Linked DNA regions of Sus scrofa: regions 2 and 3 are each linked to region 1. The links are chromatin contacts, called in public HiChIP or PLAC-seq and promoter capture Hi-C maps. All regions are on one chromosome and are shown on one strand. The core of a region is the stretch at or near the end of the contact, and the rest is flanking DNA. Distances in the headings are between cores, read along the strand shown.

Region 1 (4,518 bases), core at 1,511-4,010:
GGGGATTTGGCCTCTCCCTCGAGGTGTGCAGGCTCAAGTGCCGACGACTAGAGAAAACCCGGGGCGCGCAGGCCCCCAGGCGCCCCCATGCGCTCGCACCTTCGGAGTTGGGTTTTGCGGAGAGCAAACGCACGCGGATCAAGACCCGCGCGCGCGCCGCAACGCGCAGGCCAGCGAATGTGCGCAACCACACCGCGGCACGCTCATTCCCCGGGGGCGCGAGGGCCACTTTCTGGTTGCCCCCAGCCGACGGGGGTAAAAGAAAGCCACTGGAATTCCAGGAGAAAAAAAGGACTGAGTCTGGAGGCTGAGGAGGCTGGAAGAGACGCCCGCGGTCACCTCCATCTCCGGCTGCCGCCCCCAGTATTCAGTGCTTGAGCCTCGCCGCGGCGACCCGGGGCCCACAGCTGGGCTTGCGGAGCTGGGAGATCGACAGTTGATCTGGGCCGACAACTCGAAAGCCGCGCACCCAAAGACACGGACATACACTAACAGACCCTCAGGATACATTGGCCTCACAGGGTCTGCCCTGCGGAGACAGTTCAGAACTGTCCCGCTCTCAGAAAGGGCACCTAGGACTCACTCCCCCAAGATTATTCATATAACCTTCACCACCTCGCATGTGGCCTTGCCACGGTCTCAACGGACTCACCTTCCTCCGTTGTCGCACAGGCAGACATTCCAGACCCCCTTGAAGGCAGGTGTGTTGTTACACCTAAACACAGGCACTCATAACTGACAGACTCCCCATATACACACCGCCCCATTCCCCTCTTCTCCAAATTATCTTTAGTCAAGTTACAATCTCATTAAGTTTACCAACCTAAAGGATCAAGGAATAAAACGCCTAAAAAGAATGCCTAGGAGAAAATTCTAAAACTCACCCCCAGAAAGTTCTCGGTATCACTGTTCAGTGGGAGACATAGACAGACAGAGAGGAGGGAGAGGGGAATGAGGTGATGAGAGAGGAGAGGGCGAGCACGCCGAGGGCAAGTCCCACACCCGACTTCCACGCCCAAGGGGCTCAGCGGCGGGTGAGCGCCGGTGGAAACCGGCTCTCCAGGCCCAGCCCCCGCACCCCCCAGCGCGGATACAAACTGGCTCCCGGCTCCCCTGCGCTCCCTGCCCCACCATTTATCAAAAGGACTTGACAACAAAAGAAGAGCCGGGGCGGAAAAGTGGGGGAGGGTAGATTCAAAGTCTTCCAAGTCCTTCCGAGGAAGGGGATGTGTCCTCGCTCTCGACCCCTTCCAGTTTCTGCGAGTTTTTGGAGGTGACCCCCGAACTCGCTCCCAACGCTACCAAAGCCCTGACAACTCACACAGCGGCACAGGCATTCATGCACACTTCTGCACCCAGATCCAGGTACTCAGAGTCGCGCACAGCGCCTCCCCTCTTCCTTCCAAACAGCCCGAGTGACGGTGCAAATCGAGGGGAACGCGGCAGTCCCGCTCCGCTTCCCTGGAAGAGCCAGTGTTCCCACAGGCAGCCACTCCCTCCCTCTCTCGTTCCTTCTTTCTGCTTTCTCTGAGCAGGTCAGTCCCGGCTCGGCGTTCCAATAAATTCTAGCGGGCAGAGGGGAGTAACACCGGCTATCTAGCCTGCGGGGATGGCGCAAGGTGAAGGAAGGGTTGAGGAGGGGGCATGAGTGAGCCTGAAATGTATCTCTCCCAAACACACACGGTCAGGCCTCTTCTTTGTAGCCTCCTAGCCCTAGCCACGATTGTGGAGACGTCAAAGAATTGAGGCTAGGGGTACCCCATCATTGACCTCCAGGACTCAAGGTTATATTGGTGGTGTGGCTCTTAGAAGTCTCCGAGTTTAGGGTCCCGGCACTACGCGGGGTGGGGTCCGCGGCAGGGCAGCCTAAAGACTGAACGCTACACGTCCAGGAGGGACTATCTTGACTGGGGGCTGGGGGTAGGGGTGGAAATCTCCCGTGTTAGACGTCGCCACCGCCCGTCTCGATACCCGGAGCGGCTCCTAACTCCGCGGCCCCAATGGACAGGAAACCCAGAGGTGGAAGGGTGTACCTATCTCCGATATCGAAAGGAACGAGGCGCACACCCCAGGCCAGAGCACCCCTCCCGGCGCCCTGGGCGCACCTGCGCACTTTACTCTCACTATTCATTTTCCCGACACTGAGCGTCTTTCTCCTCTTCCATTCTTTTTCTTAGAGCCCCCAGCTCTCATCCCAGGAGGCTGCTCCTCTTTCCCCCTCTTCCAATTCCCCCTCGGTCTCTTCCTCTCCGTCTCTCTCTCCCTCTTTTTCCCTTCAAGTCGCACCCGCCTTGTAATCAGCAACAAAAGCTGACATAAATCACCGGCGGATTGACAAGAGCTGACAAATAACTGATTGATTGCGGTCGAGGAACATTGACAATTGATGGAGGGGTGGAGATGCCCAAAGAACTGGTGGGGAGGGGGGAGAAGAAGAGAGGGTGGCAGGGGAGAGTAAGAATGGGGGGGGGCGCTGAGTGTGAAACAGAGGAAACATGTGACCCCCGCTCCTGCCCCAATCTGCGCATCCCCGGGCGTCACGTGGCCGGGAAGGGCGGGGAGCCTAGCACACCCAGCGGAGACGTGCCTCCACCGCCTCCTCTTCCCACCTGACTTCTGGTTTCTCCGCCGCCGAATCTCAAGAAATCAAAGCGGGCGGGCAGCCGGACCAACTCCAACGCCTGCTCCCCACCTTTCCTTACCCAGGCGGCCGCACCGCAATTGATTTCAGTTACTGAGGAGGAGGAGAGAATATTTACTGTGTGCGCCCCCTGTGCGTCCCTGGAGTTGACAGTCCGGCTGTGGTCCAGATTCCTGCCGGAGCTCCTTACGAACACCCTCAATCTATTCCTCATACGCACCCTCCTGCAAAAGGTTTCAGTTTATTCTCGAGCTGGGGAAAGGAAGGACGACGAGGAAGAAAAAAGAGGGAGGCGGCAGATAGCAAACGTAGAATAAATGTCCAGCTCGTCCTCCGAGCGAAATCAAGGGAGGGGACACGCAGGGGGAGAGGCGAAGTGGGAGCTGCCCATTAAAACCAGTGCTGAGAGTCCTGGCGGCGGCGGCAGCAGCGGCGCGGGACGCGTCACATCCCCTTGACCCTCCAATCACCTCGGGCTCCCATTTGATTGGAAGGCGGCAAAGGCTTTAATCTCCCCCTCGGTGCAGCTGCTTTTGAAGTGAGTTTCCTCGCCAGAGCCCCGGCTGGACAGGCAGCGGCTCACATCGCAGAGCGCAGCGCCAGCGCCGGGCCGCGAGTGCGCAGCGCAGGGGCACAGCCCGAGGCGGATACGGCGAGCCACCCGGCACTCCCGCAGTCGGGCCGGCTCCTCCCGCTCGGCCACGGCTCCGCTGCGGGCCACCCAGGATTATTCGCTTCTGGCTCCAGGCGCCGAGAAGGCGCGCTGGGCGCCGGTGGCCGCCTCGCCAGCTCCTCCTGCTGCTCCTGCTCCCCGGGCGAGCGCGCAGCCCCGAGCCCGCCCCGCGCCTCGCGGAGCCCTCCCCCCGCTGCTCCCATGCGCGCGGGTGGGTCATGAGCACAGCGCCCTCGCTTTCTGCCCTAAGAAGCAGTAAGCACAGCGGCGGCGGCGGCGGCAGCAGTGCGGACCCTGCCTGGACCAGCGCGCTCTCTGGAAATAGCTCCGGCCCCGGCCCAGGCTCGTCCCCGGCCGGCAGCACCAAGCCTTTTGTGCACGCCGTGCCCCCCTCTGACCCTCTCCGCCAGGCTAACCGCCTGCCTATCAAGGTGCTGAAGATGCTGACCGCACGGACTGGCCACATTTTGCACCCCGAATACCTGCAGCCCTTGCCTTCCACTCCTGTCAGCCCCATAGAGGTAAAGACCCTATCCCCGGATCGCGCTGGGACCACCACCCGGCTGCTGCTCTCGGGATCTGGGGGTTGGAAGGTGGGGGTATCGGAGTGATTCAGCTTCGGGATGGGGGGAGAGGATAGTGCTCCCGCACCTTAAAACTAGGGTGGAAAGGGGGGAGGAGGTAGAACGGGGTGTGAATGCTGAGAGACAAGGCAGCCAAAACTTGTTTCTCCCTTTGGTATTAAAACGCCTTCCACGACTCAGGCCCCCTTACTTTCAGCCCAGAAGACCTACTGGAGTCCAAAATATGGTTGGTTCCAAAGTCGCAGTCCTCCGGTTCCCCAGAAGCTGGTTATTTGTGCACAGCCTCTAAGGCGCCAACTGCCCTAGCCCTTACTCGGAAGAATTAGGGATGGGGTGGGGGAGAGGGCTACAGTTCTAGGTCAAAGAGTCAGAAACCAAAACATTTTGTGCGGTTTGTTTTGTTTTGTTTTGTTTCCAAATCCATTTATCCCTGAGAGGACGGAGAAGATCCTGATGGTGGGGTTGGGGGGGGGGGGGGAAGGGTGCTGTCGCCTTTCTCAAAAGCAAGAATGTGTGTATGTAGAAGGGGTGTCGCCTAGAATTGCGCCTTGGGGCTGGGAGGATCTTTGCAGGTCATTACAGAGGTGCGTTTGAAACCTAAAAGCCAGGATTCTAAAGGG
Region 2 (4,693 bases), core at 1,024-3,523, 1.1 Mb before region 1:
TACATAAATAACTCAGAGTCCTTGGTACAACCAGAACCTGGTGTTGGAAAGATGCCTGCCACTGCATAGTATTCAGGGCAAGAAGTGGATTTGGAAATGAACAAGACATGATAAAGTCCAGGGTTTTATAGTCAGGGATTTAGGAAAAGAAATTTACTCCAATACACGAACTATAAGAACATGAAGCTCACTGTCATCATATGACCTGGATAAGAACTGACCTCTTCTGTTCTCTGAAAAACAGCAACTGAAATGCATTGCCTGGGATCAAGATGCTAAAGGGTGATGGAGGTGGGGCAGAAGGGGGCTATGCAAAATACAAGAGGTTAAGGTTTAAGGGAAAAAAGGATGAGGAGCCTTCCTCTAAATTTGCTCTGACTATTTCACTAACGATAAACCCGCAGCATAATGGTATCAGAAGGATTTCTACTCAATAGGCAAGCTAAAGACACAGTCTCTCTCACTTGACTGCAGCCACTGAGCATGCTCAGGGAGGCCCCAGGTGTGACCTCTGCTCCCCTGTGAGCAGTGGAGGGGCCAGGCAATCTATCATGGTGTTCATCCTGTCAGCCCTGGTGCTTCGCCACTGCTGTCTGTCACCCTGGTGGATGAGACCTGCTTAAGGGCAATCATGTCAATCTCTATGTGACCACTCAGTCTAAGGCAGAAGGATGATCTTGACAGGCCTAGCGAAGTCAGCAGAAGTTACCAAAAGCTGAAGTCACAGCCTTCCCACAGAGATGCAATGTGGGCCATTGTCTTTTTATTTAGCTTTTTCTTTATTTTTGCTTTCCCTTTTTTTCTTTCACTCTTAGGTCACTGGCTAAGGCATATAGAACTTGCCTTCAGAGCTGGTCATCTCGGATAAATCTGTTGCCCTCCGAGTTTTTACCATAGTAAACATAGCGACACTTCCCCAGGACACCTGCAAATAAAAGGAAACACATCATTACAGGTGGCACAATTAGGATAGTAGGAAAACACAGGTGCTGAAAAGGGGAAACACACCACAACCACAGGTCCAATGGGTGGCAGCAAATGGACTAAAGCCCCAGAAGGGAAGGACCCTATTCTCTGTCCTCAGGGTTGACATTCAAACAAAATGTGACCAGAGCACAGGGTCCTAGGAATAATGTTTTTCCTGCATGATTTCTCCTCCACATTTCAGAGAATGTTCTAGTTCAGCCAATTACTTCTCAAAACAAAGCACAGTCCTCTCTTCTCTCCAAGTTCCCTTATTGGAGTTTCTAAAAATGGAAAATTAAGAGTTTAAAGATGGGCCCTGCCTAAACAAAAGATATAAAACAGCCTTCCCAGAATGTGACTAGTTTCAAAGGCTTTATCATGAATCAATTTTGTTAACTTCCAGAGAGAAGCTTCCAAATCACAGGAGGCATAAAGTATGGATGATTAAAAAAGAGTGGTAGTGTTGACAAAATGCCACACAGAAAGTTATACGAGGCACCACATTAAATGGCCTCTTCTTAGCAGAAGTCCTGAACTGGATTCTCAGGTTGGCATGCTTGTGATTTTCAACTTCAGTTTTATTTTAAGTAGTTTTGTGGCTCCAAACATAGCTTTGCTCTCATTCAAGGAGATTGTAGTAAGACTTAACTGTAAACAACAGCCCTAGAATAAGGTCAAACATTTTCATCAACTCCATATTCCATACTAAATACCCATAAGAAATCACCTGCCAGCATTATTTTGAAAGCTGTGTGTAGGGTTATTAAGAAAAAAAAATCAAGTTTTCCAAGAAAACATGTGTAACTACAATTTGCTTTCTTTGTCACCTTGGATATTTTTCTTCTAATTTTAGAAAAACTAACTTAAAATTCAGCTTCACGGAGTTGTCTTATTGCTAGTAGTATCTGGATCTCTGAAGTGTGCATAACCACAAAAACAAAAACAAAGTCCATAAAATATAAATTCATGATCTGCAAATCTGTCTATAATAATAGCTACCTATATACATGATTTTCCCATTATCTTGATAGTGTGAAACCAACAACCCACTATCTAGTATTCATTTGGGATAAATTAGCACTTGAAACTATGCAGGTTCTTGACATCAGAAGTACTACACAGTGAATACTCTGGATTGTACAGGAGATGTTTTTCCACGATAGAACTTTAGATATTACTCTTAAACAAGGATTAAAAATGACTCAGAAATGACTGTTTTAAAGAGAAGGCAGATGCTCCTTGGTTTGGATGGCTTGGGACAAGCTGGGAACAGCTAGGGTCACAGAATCCCAGCAAGCTGGCAATGGAGAGAGGATGACATCACTCCATGGCCTCAGAATGAACCTTGGACGTGCTCTCATCACCTCTATTTCTGCCATGTTCTTCTGAGCAAGTTCTCTGTGGACCATTCCTCCCCATTGGCCGTGCTTTCTCTTTGGCCCCCAGTCCCCGAGTTCTGCTTTTTAATATTGGTCTGGTGCCTGGAATCTTGAGCTTGGATGAAACCTCCCTGAGACCCTTCCTGGGGCCTAAATATTCGTTTTGGTTGTTGGCACTGAGCTGTTCCCTTCATGGTGTTGAAGTATGTCACACCCCGAGTTGTGCTAATATTGTCACCAATGTGAGGACAGGTCTGTGGGTACAGCTGCTCGGGCTGCATTCCAAGCACAGCATCCCTACAGGCCTGGGTGGGAGTGTCTTCGAAGTTTCTGAAAATCCACAAGGGGCTTCCTTAAACATAAATGATTTTCAATAAACCCTCAAGAAGCTGGAAGGATGAGACCGAGGGCTATTAATTTCTTATTACCAGTACCAGTACAGCATGAATTTTTATAAAAAGAAATGGATAGGACTATCAGACATTATAAAGAACATAGGCTTTCTCTTGAGTAAAAGAAGAAAAGATACACACATACATATACACACACAACATAACCCACGAGCAGGTACATTAGCTCTAAGAAACTTTCCTGCACACTTGGGATTGAATTTCTTTTCTCTGACCTCTCTCCATGCAGACCTTGACCTGAACAGCAGGTGCCCTTCTAGAAACACGCTGTATACTCCTGAACGTGGGCCCTAATGTGGAGGGAGGTGAAGTGTCCTGAGTCACACTCCCCAGCCCTTCTTCCTGGCTGGCACTGATAAAAGTCCTTTGTAAGGCAGGCCCTGTTCCTTGGGGCCAGGAAGCAAGAATGTTTATAGACACCCTGGTGGGAGAGGGCTGTTTGATGAACGCAGGAGACTGTGGCGAAGTGTCAGAGCTTGGAAAATGAGGCAAGGACATGAGGTATTAATATTGTCAATGATCTCTTGACGGGAAAACAGATACCGCACTTGCCCTCAGATTTAAATAGACATCAAGTGCATTAATGACAAGAGGGCCGACTTCAAACAAAGGGGCTGTGTGGTGGGGAGCAGAGCTAGTCTCTGTGCTGGCAATAACCTGATCTGAAAAGACACTGTCAGGGCTCGAGACAGGCCCAGGATTGTGTGCGGTGACAGAAAACAGAGATGCTGACAGAGATACCAGAGCCACATTATGCCAAGGATATTCTAACACTGTCTGTGGCTCTAACGAAAGCTGACATCACTCCCTCTCACTTGGGGTCTTCTTCGCCTGCTCCTGCAGAGTATTTCTCCCACAACATCATGAGAGTTCCCGGCAGCCCTGTTCTGTCAGAGAGCTGGGGTCACGGGGCCTAAGGATAACCTCAGTCCGTCTAAATTTGGAGTCTGCAGGGGGGACCACATTCATCCCTCTGTTATCTCTGCTACTCGAGGTGATCAGAGTACCAATGTGTGAGGAGCTGTCACCTTGAATAAAATCCGGAAAGGGAAGGCACTCCATTTGAGGGCTCCTCAGGAAGGCGCAGGGACAGCCTGGCAGCTAAAAATGAAATCCAGCTGCTGGTGTGCTCCTGGGAAGAAAGGCAGTCTGGCCAGCAATGGTTAAAATCAGCTGAAATTTTTGAACTTGAATCACCTACCATTGCTGAAATTAACCAAGTGGTTGCCGCTGGTGAGACGCCTACCAGAGCTCACAGCTGGAAAGGGATTACCCCCCAAAATGGGACTTCTGTACTTCATCCATGCATACATAAATAAGTAAATAAATAAGTAAATAAATAACCTTAACATGGAAGGGGAAAAAAGCACAGTCTGACATGTGGCCATAAGACTTTTCTCTAACATGAAGGTTCTTAGTAAAATAACAGGATCTGCTCTTAAGTGAAGTGACGTGGTGGCTGTACACTTCTCTCTCTCCTTCCCCCAACATGGTAACTGCCATAAACTGTGAAAATTACAGAGGAAACAGTTTGCTTGCAAAGAACATTGTGGTGGGGAGGGCGCTCCCAGGCTGGAATTCGGGAACCCGCTGGCTGCGACTCGGTAGGCGGTGGTTTCTCTGTACATCTGCAATGTATTCACTTGTTTGTATCTCCTCGAACTCTAAACGTCTTGGGACTGGAGGGGGAACGACACATTTAATGGCATGTGTAGTGTTTTCAATTAAAATATCTGGCTTGGGCCATAATAAGTGAAGCAGCCTTGCTAGGCATCAGGCTGATGTGGAGCTGACTCTGTGGGGGTTTCATTTTGGGGGTGGGGGCTGAAAAATGACAGTGCCCTGTGCCTTGGGGAATCCTAATTTTTCTTATGTAGGCAGCTGTGCCATCACGGTAAACTCTGAAAACTATACTTAAGAAGAAAATGTATTGGGAAG
Region 3 (4,123 bases), core at 936-3,435, 1.5 Mb before region 1:
ATTTCATCCATCCCTGTGTGCGTCCGCTCACCTTTGACCATTCGTAATAAGTTAGAAAAATCCATTCCAACGTGAGCCCCTTCGTGGGCCCACGCAAGCCCTTCTCCTCCAATTAAAAAAATGTCTACGTCTATGCAGAATTCCTCAGAGAACTCCAGTGGCGATCCCCGGGCTTCCCTCGCTGGGGGTGGGGTTGGGTGGTGCCTGTTGGGCTGAGCTGGTTGCCTCAAAGAGCCGTGGTGAGAGTGGGCTTTTCATTAAATATGAGCAGATGTGAAACGTAGAGGGTTTGACAATTAGAAATGGCAGGAGAAGGGCCCTTGAATCAAAGTGAGGTCAGATGGGCGGATCAGATTACTTCTCTTACATTCTTTAGTTGTTCTGAAAATCATTTTGAATTAGTGTCAGCAGAGCCATGATGGGTTTTGCCCTTTGTCTTTTATGCTAGGGCTGTATTGTTTCCCAAGACACTCATTAAAGGTCATTATATTATTATGGAGCTTGCTTTGGTCGCAGTTTCCCAGTTGAGCCCGTGTACTTTGGAGACTGCCTAACTCGTTCGCTTTTTGCCTTTCGTCTACTCTTTACTACTTTTTTTTTTTTTTTTTTCTCATAAGGGGAAAGATTTCCGTTTTCAGGGGACGTTAAATGGAAACACAAAGTCCCATTATATGTTTTCTGAAGTGGGAAGAGAAGGAGCCAGTTCCCAGAGGAGTGGCAATATATTAAAAGTGTTCGCACAGTTTTAGAAATCAGCCTTTTTCGTAGCAGGGCCTGCCTGCCCTGTGTACCTCTCCTCGGAGGTGTGGCCTGTTACACGTCCTTGTCACGTTAAGTCACATATGTTTCTCTCAGTTGTCTCCTTCTGTTGAACTCATGGGGATGTAAGGCAACACTGGGTTGACAAAAAGATTTGCAGAGAAGGGGGACTCTTTTACAAAAGACTTAAAAAGCAGTGTCAGATAAATAAGGCAGAGAATGACCAGGTAGGTAGGATTCATCACAGGACTGCTTTTGGCAAGACTGAATCACTTAGCACAGTGGCTAGAATCGGTGTACATAGCCTCCTTTTCTGATCTTGCCAATTTTCTTTCTTTTTTTTTTTTTTTAGGGCCACACCCATGGCACATGGAGGTTCCCAGATCAGGAGTCGAACTGGAGCTGCAGCCCCTGATTTACACCACAGCCACAGAAACTCGGCATCTGAGCTGTGTCTGTGACTTATACCACAGCTCAAGGCAACGCCAGATTTTTAATCCACTGAACGAGGCCAGGGGTTGAACCTGTGTCCTCATGGATGCTGGTCAGATTCGTTTCCTCTGAGTCACAACAGGAACTCCCCAATTTTGTTTCTACTTCTAATGACCCTGAGCAAAAGTACCAGCTCTTTTAAAAGATGCTGAGATGGTGTAGGCCCCAGACTTTTCACAAGCAGCTATGTTCTAGGACCATCAAATATATATATATATATAATTTGTCCAGCAGCATAGGCAAACGCATATACAAAGACTGAGGTTCTAATCTGTTCCACTTCCCTTCCATATAATTTGGTAAATGAGTACCTTTTCTCTGTTCAGAATTTACTTTGGTTGTTTCAGTCTTGACTGGTATCTGATTGCTAAGTCTAATAGAAAGGGACAATTAAAATTATGATGCAGTGACAACGTAGGACCCTATTGATTCGAACCTGCTGAGACCTGCCTGATGTGATGCTGGCCACAAACCGTCAGTAAGCCTGGCATGAACAAATTAATCACGTGCTGGAAGAGAAACAGATCTTTAGACTTGCACTTGGAAATAGTTTTCGCTAAAGGACATGTGTGATCACTCACACCAACCTTTCAATTTACTAATAGTTTAAACCTGCACAATTACATACACCCTTTTGCAAACTACTGTAGCTAATTTTAAGTTGTGCAGGACTTCTATTTCGGGTATAGATATAATACAAGAGGGCATTCAGCTCCAGTGGTTTGGGCGAGGGCGAAGTCCAATATGATTAGGTTGAAGGGAACCATACCAAAATCAGTTCAGTGTGATCTTGAGTCTTGTCAGATAATAAACAAAAATCAGCTTATCCTGGGTAGCCTTTGGTTTGTACAGGCAGGGAATTAACATTGTCAATAGAACTAAAGTCACTCGACTGAACTAATGGCATTTTGAAGTACATAAAATCAGATATGAGGGCAGGGGCTGGAAATAGCTCTAGGAAAGTGTCTATAATCAGACACACCCTCTGCGGACAGTCCCTAGTGCCTGTTGCAGGGAGATTTAATTTCATAAGCTGTCTTTAAAAAGCAACAGCCTATAATTATCTTAGTCCTTTTCTGTATGTATACTTTGGGGGGACTTCCTCAGGCTCCCCAGTCCGAAATCTCATTTGTTGATTTTGTTCAGGATCCTGAAACCAAAGATTCTCTTTCCCTACCACCACCATCAGCGATAGATAAGATAGAGGACAGCCAGAGCAGACTCGGCCCAAACCAACTTCATCATAGTTTCCCATATATATATATATATATATTTTTTTTTTTTTTTTTAAAGCCCCTTCATCTTGGGTCCGCAGTTTCTTCCATTTTCTGGTGCTTTGCTGGTATGGTGTCTCTCTCTCAACATCCGTGATAGCCAACACTGAGCAGCTTTTGGATTCTGCCCGAGTTCTTTAGCCTTGGCCCGTGTGCCCTGACTTAGCCATTCACCCTTCATTGCAGGATGTGAAAGCAGGAAGGCATTTAATCATTCCGTGAGGCGGATGATGGGCCAGGGAGGGCATGTTAAGGCACTTTGGTTGGTAGGAGACAAGGCTGCAGAAGCCAGTGCCCCTCCCTGGATTTTGTGGGGACCACACTGAGCAGGGGTTGATGCCAGGTTTTCCTTCCTGTGTGCTTCTCTGGTGGTCAGCACACTGTAAGGCAGCCATCGTGCTTAGGCAAGATTTCCCTTTGAAAAGCATCTTTTTAATTGCCCCTCTTTAAAGAGCTCCCAACAACCCACATTTTTATTTTGAAAAAATGTTTTTTGGGATCTCATGGTACTCTGCTCCCTGCCCCTCCCCCTCCAGCATAGTCCTGTGAATTCTTTAATATCCGTGCTCTATGAAGAGGTACCACATGTAGATGAATGAGAAGGGGACCAGTAGGCAAACCTCAGCCAAGTTTTCAAAAGAAGGCCTTTTGAAACAGAGCTGGGAAACAAAAAGTAGAAGGTAAGAAAGAGGAAAGGGGGCTTTGTGCAAACCCCCATCGCTTGAACACCTCCCTTCCCAGGGATCTGATACTTTAATAAGTGACTGAGCTCTTCAAGGACAAAGCAGAAAAGACGTTGGCGTGCCACAAGTAAGCTAAGCAGGAGCCCTTATGCAAGGTGACATGGAAATTATGTTTGCATTTTTATTTCAGGACAGTGGCCGGTTGTCATCCTACTCACCCTGACAGCTCCTACCACCGGGCAGTGGACTCTGCCTCTTACCTCCGTGGTGGAGGACAGATGTGGCCAGTTAGCGCTCCATCTCCCCCGCTCCTCTGCTATCTCGGGCGACAGATGCCAGGGCCAGCCCGCCTTTCACTTGAGCCTTCTTGTCAAGGCTGTGCCTTGAGCTCCAATCCTGACCTTTACTGTATGAAATAAAGTACTGATGAACAAGCAGAGGTTTGAATTAGAGCAGGCTGGGAGCAAATGTCAAGTCCACCTCTGCTTCCCTCCTCCACCTGCACCGGGAGCTTGGATTAGACCCAGGCTGGAGTTTGCAGCGCCTTAGGCTTTATGGGTCTGGGGAGACATCACTTATTAACAAAGAGTTATTAAATTTTTATCAATTTTACAACACAATGTAAATGCCTCCTATGAATCTACATTGTATTCATTATCATTTAAAACGTTAATTAAGTCAAAGTTGCATTTAATTTCTCTCTAAATGGGCCTCGGGGAGGAGGCTTTTAGAAACATCTGTGGGAGCGTGCAGCTCCTAGAGAACAGGGAATCCCCCAGCCCGTATTCAGGACAGCCCCCCGAGTTGATTGCTATCGTGTGTCTGTGGCTAATTTGTTGTGATGCGATTGGGCCTTGTCTTGAATTAGTATCAGACCAGGATGGTGTAAAGCTGCTGGAGTGAGCCTGGCGGAGC

What was found. Promoter capture Hi-C pulls out the DNA fragments that hold promoters and counts their contacts. HiChIP or PLAC-seq counts read pairs in DNA pulled down with a chosen protein or histone mark.
Region 2: a contact with region 1 is called in a promoter capture Hi-C map of fetal skeletal muscle, with 19 times the contacts expected there. The contact joins the enhancer-like site here to the promoter of ZNF503 in region 1. A contact is called at or near these places in 1 of 5 promoter capture datasets (fetal skeletal muscle), 14 of 47 Hi-C or Micro-C datasets (brain, embryonic fibroblasts, epiblast stem cells and 8 more) and 1 of 2 datasets of contacts at active chromatin or transcription factors (skeletal muscle).
Region 3: a contact with region 1 is called in an H3K27ac HiChIP or PLAC-seq map of skeletal muscle. The contact joins the enhancer-like site here to the promoter of ZNF503 in region 1. A contact is called at or near these places in 1 of 5 promoter capture datasets (fetal skeletal muscle), 14 of 47 Hi-C or Micro-C datasets (brain, embryonic fibroblasts, epiblast stem cells and 9 more) and 1 of 2 datasets of contacts at active chromatin or transcription factors (skeletal muscle).

Annotation. Positions count from the first base shown.
Region 1 is chr14:77,926,996-77,931,513 of Sscrofa11.1, reverse strand. ZNF503 (zinc finger protein 503) reads left to right here and starts at 2,760. Exons shown (of 2, transcript XM_021073148.1): 1 at 2,760-3,835. The coding sequence starts at 3,533. It overlaps LOC106506044 (a long non-coding RNA gene), which reads right to left and starts at 2,094. Exons shown (of 3, transcript XR_001301017.2): 1 at 1,322-2,094; 2 at 653-715.
Region 2 is chr14:79,047,606-79,052,298 of Sscrofa11.1, reverse strand. LRMDA (a long non-coding RNA gene) reads right to left here. Exons shown (of 6, transcript XR_002338559.1): 6 at 759-925. Among named protein-coding and RNA genes, the nearest start is that of KCNMA1, 1.1 Mb to the left of the region's middle. Within about 2 kb of position 2,273, at least 8 of the 83 cell types and tissues checked have an H3K27ac peak or open chromatin away from gene starts, as enhancers often do. A contact at or near this core is called in fetal skeletal muscle and skeletal muscle, where this site is marked.
Region 3 is chr14:79,465,378-79,469,500 of Sscrofa11.1, reverse strand. The region is part of intron 18 of KCNMA1 (potassium calcium-activated channel subfamily M alpha 1); the gene reads left to right. Among named protein-coding and RNA genes, the nearest start is that of KCNMA1, 640 kb to the left of the region's middle. Within about 2 kb of position 2,185, at least 3 of the 83 cell types and tissues checked have an H3K27ac peak or open chromatin away from gene starts, as enhancers often do. A contact at or near this core is called in fetal skeletal muscle and skeletal muscle, where this site is marked.